Regions from separate parts of the Sus scrofa genome. Here region 1 is linked to region 2. The links are chromatin contacts, called in public targeted proximity ligation maps. All regions are on one chromosome and are shown on one strand. The core of a region is the stretch at or near the end of the contact, and the rest is flanking DNA. Distances in the headings are between cores, read along the strand shown. Region 1 overlaps PAG1 (phosphoprotein associated with glycosphingolipid-enriched microdomains 1). Region 2 has its middle 78 kb from the start of PAG1.

Evidence for each region.
Region 1: a contact with region 2 is called in a targeted proximity ligation map of alveolar macrophages.

What each region holds. Positions count from the first base shown.
Region 1 is chr4:55,548,609-55,551,308 of Sscrofa11.1, reverse strand. PAG1 (phosphoprotein associated with glycosphingolipid-enriched microdomains 1) reads right to left here. Exons shown (of 9, transcript XM_021089173.1): 3 at 1,558-1,649. Among named protein-coding and RNA genes, the nearest start is that of PAG1, 99 kb to the right of the region's middle.
Region 2 is chr4:55,371,220-55,374,002 of Sscrofa11.1, reverse strand. No RefSeq gene overlaps it. Among named protein-coding and RNA genes, the nearest start is that of PAG1, 78 kb to the left of the region's middle.

The sequences.
Region 1 (2,700 bases), core at 74-2,573, 180 kb before region 2:
CAGAAGAGAACAGGCAGAATGAGGACTGGTGAGAAAAACCTCCTTCTCCCCCCTGCCAATCTGGAATTGCTTTTTAGCCAGCTCAGGACTATGTAACGTCGGCTCTCTATCAACTGCTAAACAGAGAAAGTCAATGAGTTTATTTTTTTTTTATTTTTAATAGATATTTTTATTTTTATTTTTAGGGTCACACCTGCAGCATACGGGTTTCCAAGTTAGGGGTTGATCAGAGCTGCAGCTGCCAGCCTACACCACAGCCACCGTAACCCCAGATCTGAGCCACGTCTCAAACTACACCATAGCTCAGGGCAACCCCAGATCCTTAACCCACTGAGCGGAGCCAGGGATCGAACCCATATCCTCATGAATACTAGTCGGATTCTTAACCCGCTGCGCCACAATGGGAATCCCAAATTTATTTTCTTTTAAATTGGATAGTATATTTTGGCATTTCTGTGTGTGAATGCATGCCCACGAATATCTTTCTCAGAAAGGAAATTTTCTCAGCTGAAATTTCAGGGCTGAGCAAAAACAGCTTTTAGCTTCAGCCTGAGCAGCAACAGGGGAACTTCACAGAAATGACACAGCAATTTGTGTTAAAAATATTGGCAGCTAATTCATGAATGCTGGAGCTGACGAGGAATTCAGCTGCTTCTGCGAAGGCTTTATTCTCAATAAGCTCGTGATTCATAAAGAAAATGCCTCGAGTTAATTCTCTGAAATATACAGTAGGATGCTGACAGATTTCTCTTTGGTGTCCTTCTGTCTCATCTTCATTCTCTCTCTCTCTCTCTCTCTCTCACACACACACACACAAACACAGCTCTCTCTCTCTCACACACATACACACACAAACACTGCTCTCTCTCTCACACACACACACACACAGCTCGCTCACTCTCTTTCTCTTTTATACACACACACACACACACACACACACACACACTCCTTCCCCTCCCCTGAAAAGAAGCATCAAGTATATAATGCTTTCAAACAAGAAGGATTCGTCATCAACCAACGAAAGATTTACTTACTAAGTATTTTCATAAAAGAAGAACATGGATTTCCTTAAAATCTTTCATATTGGTCAGCCTTAGTTGGTGTAAAAAACTATGATTCATTCCCCCGCCCCATGATGTGAATACAGCATATATCTTATTTTCATCCCTAAAAGGAATTAGCCAATCCTTTTCTCATGAAAGAAAAAATGCTCTTTTTACAATCAGACCTCATTGCCTGTTGTTTTCATGAATATCTGAGAGACACCGACACAAAATAAAAAAAAAAAAAATACAGCTTCCTCTTTCTCCCACCCATTCTGAGTCCAGCTCCATGGGCTCCCAGATGCTGACGGCATCCTCCTGGTAACACATTGAGAAGAGACTGCGGGGTGTCCCCAAAGCCCCACTTTCTCCCCCTGTTTCCTCTCCTTCCCTCTCTCCTCTCACTCTAGGTTTGTATTAGACTCAACAATTCAGCCTTTGTGCGCTTCTACTGCATCTGCAAATTCTAACGATGTGCCCCCCTCTTCCCCATTGGTACAATGGTAATATTTACCTTGGAGAAATGTTTGTCCAAATAAATAGTCAAAATGCTGGCGATGTGTTCCCTTTGAAATATTTGATGAATGTTCTCTCTTTCTTCTTGGCCTATAACCAAAAAAAAAAAAAAAAAAAAAAAAAAGTTAGAAGAAGAAGAAAAAAAAAGACAGACGGACAGAGACTGTGAAAAGATATTTGTCCAGTTGATTGTAAAAAATGCTGGCAAATTTATGTGAAACACCAAGGTTTATATTTCTTCCTGAACAGAGCAAATGACAAAGCAGAGGAAAAAATTACGCATAGAAGTGAATCAATTTAAAACCATTTTTTTTTTTTTTGGTCTTTTTAGGGCTGCACCCATGGCATATGGAAGTTCCCAGAACAGGGGTCGAAATGGAGCTTAACTCACTGAACGAGGGCAGGGATCAAACATGAATCCTCATGGATACTATTTGGGTGCCTAACCCACCAAGCCACAGTGGGAATGCCTAAAATCTCTTGAAAATAGCAGCCAAGTCAATGTCTGGTCAAATACACATCAAATTACTGGGTCCTTCTCCATTTTTCCCAGTTTTAGGAGAAATAATCTATGTTATTTTAGTGAGAGTAAAATTCAAGTAACTGTTGTCTGAATTTGAGATAAAACAAATGATTTATTTGAAGACAGTATTTATGTTTTGAGGGAAGGTAAGCTGTGATTTAACTGTGAAAATGTGTTATTAAAAGTAGAATCTCACTCAGAGTTCCCATCATGGTGCAGTGGAAACGAGTCCAACTAGGAACCATGAGGTTTCGGGTTCAATCCCTGGCCTCGCTCAGCGGGTCAAGAATCGCAGCGGCTCAGATCCTGCATTGTTGTGGCTGTGGCATAGGCCAGCGGCTACAGCTCCTATTAGACCCCTAGCCTGGGAACCTCCATATGCCACGGGAGTGGCCCTAAAAAGACAATAAATAAATAAATAAATAAATAAATAAAATAAAAGCACAATCTCTGGGAGCCTCCTACAATGTAGGTGGGAAAGTAAATTAGTGCAACCACTGTGGAAAACAGTATGGAGTTTCCTCAGAAGACTAAATATAAAACTACCATATGATCCAACAATCCTATTCCTGGGCGTATATCCAGACAAAGCAATGATTCAAAGAGATACATGTACCC
Region 2 (2,783 bases), core at 88-2,587:
ACCCTGGTGGCTGGAAAAAAACATACTTTTTTTTTTTTTGTCTTTTTGCCTTTTCCAGGTCCGCTCCCACGGCATATGGAGGTTCCCAGGCTAGGGGTCTAATCGGAGCTGTAGCTGCTGGCCTCCGCCAGAGCCACATCTGCAACCTACACCACAGCTCAGGGCAACGCCGGGTCCTTAACCCACTGAGCAAGGGCAGGGATCGAACCCGCAACCTCATGGTTCCTAGTCTGATTCATTAACCACTGTGCTACGACAGGAACTCCAAACATACATTTTTTTTCTTACATTTCTGGAGGTCAGAAATCCGCAATGGGTTTTAAGGACTAAAATCAAGGTATTAGCAAGTTTTCATTCCTGCGGAGGTTTTTCGGGAGTTACTTCTTCATCGTTTCCAGTTTCTAAGGGCCACCTGTATTTTTTTCTTTTTTGTTTTTTTTAGGGCTGCATCTGCATCATATGGAGGTTCCCAGGCTAGAGGTCTAATTGGAGCTACAGTTGCTGGCCTACGCCAGCCAGAGTCATAGCAACTTGGGATCCGAGCCAAGTCTGCGAACTACACCACTGCTCACAGCAACACCAGATCCTTAACCCACTGAGCAAGGCCAGAGATTGAACCCACAACCTCATGGTTCCTAGTTGGATTCATTTCTGCTGAGCCACGATGGAAACTCCAAGACCACTTGTATTTTTAACTGTGGCACATCACTCTGAGCTTTGTTTCCATAATCACATTTCTTTTCTGCTTCTGACTCATCTGTTTTTCTCTTATAAGGACCCTTGTGATTACATTGGATCCGCCTGGATAAATCAGAATAATCTCCCTATCTCATAATCCTTAATTTAATCACATCTGCAAAGTTTTTTTTTTTTAACATTTAAGGTGACATATTCATAGGTTCAGTGAATTATGTGGACCATCAGTGGGTGGCTGTTACTCAGCCTATCACAGAGAGTTAGATTAAGGGCTATTTATTTATTCTCATGTCAATTCTATAACTGATTGATCTTAAGCGAGCTATTTAAATCCTCTGTGCTTCATTTTCTACATCTGTAAAGCAAGGGACTTATATTAATCACTTAAAAAAAACCCACAAAACCCTTCCTAGGCCAAAATCCTTTTTCTAAGTTTACGCAAGTAATGCATACAACATTAAACTGTCAGCATAACTTCAGACGCTATTTTTTTCTCAAGAATATTTTACTAATTTTAACTACTAGGTCTCTTAATTTCAGGCAAGCATTTATATATTCCTTTTCATTTGACAGCAACAGCATTCTGCTTCCACTGTATGTAATTATTTTGTCCTTTCCTAATGACACTGTTCCTAGTTCTTATTCAATACTTCCTTCCTTTCTAATGCTTCTCCTTTCTCCTTCCCACTCATATTACTCCACCTCCTAATTCTCTTGCTTTAAAAAGAAAGAGCAACTAATATACTATGGCTTCTAAAAACGTTTATTTTAAATGAATACTCTATGCTTTGTTCTACTTTCTTTTCCAAAAATATAGAGGTAAAGTTTGAGCACTCCATGTTACCACTAGCCGTTACCCATTCACTCCTGACCCATATTACCAAAGGGACATGAGTCAGATAAAGATTTTTTTTAGGGCCACACCCTTGGCATGAAGAGGTTCCGGGCTAGGGGTCCAATTGGAGCTGCAGCTGCCGGCCTATGCCACAGCCACAGCAAGGCCAGATCCGAGCTGTGTCTGCGACCTATACCACAGCTCACGGCAATGCTGGAACCTTCACCCACTGAGCGAGGCCAGGGATTGAACTGCGTCCTCACGGATACTGCCAGGCTTGTTTCTGCTGAGCCATGACAGGAACTCCCCACGATATAGATATTTTTAAATTTTTTGAGTAATTAAAAAAGCATTGGGTTAAAGCATAAATAGCAGTTGTTAAAATATAACATTAAGGAGATCATACATAAAAATTAAGAGATTTTTTCGTAGTGAGTCTATTAGATTAGCCTGTCTACTTTTGAGTACTGAGGGGAAGGGGAGCTAAAGCAGGTGCATTTTAGGTGAGGCATGTTGTAAAATATTCAGGTAAGTACAATCTGGGAAAGGTTGTCACAAGTGGAAAAATCTAAGAGATCCTTAGAATGCAAAGAAGGCATGACTATAAAGAGGCTGGCTATGATCGCTAAACAAATCTCTTTCACCCACCCCATCAGGCTTAGAGTTGTAGGAATATGCACTATTTTCCTCTCCATGGTTACCCAGGAAATGCTATGAGAGAAGGCAGTCATATAAATCTTTTATTTTCCTGCTTTAAACCTCAACTGTGGGAGTTCCCATCGTGGCTCAGTGGTTAACGAATCCCACTAGGAACCACGAGGTCGAGGGTTTGATCCCTGGCCTTGCTCAGTGGGTTAAGGATCCGGCATTGTTATGAGCTGTGGTGTAGGTCACAGATTCAGCTCGGATCCCCGCGTTGCTGTGGCTATGGTGTAGGCCCCGGTGGCTACAGCTCCGATTGGACCCTGAGCCTGGGAACCTCCATATGCCGCGGGAGCCCAAGAAATGGCAAACAAAAACAAAAACAAAAACAAAAAAACCTCAACTGTGAACCAAATAGTCTCCAAAGCCCCTTTCCAGCTCTGAAATTAAATGTTTTTTTTTTTAAACAAATTATTGAGTTCTGGTCCCAGATGGTGACATAGGAACCTTCTGGACTCACCCCCTCCCATGGATGTACCCAATCTATAGCTACACGTGGAGCAATTGTCTCAGAAAGAAATCCAGAAACTAGCTGAGTGACTCCTACACA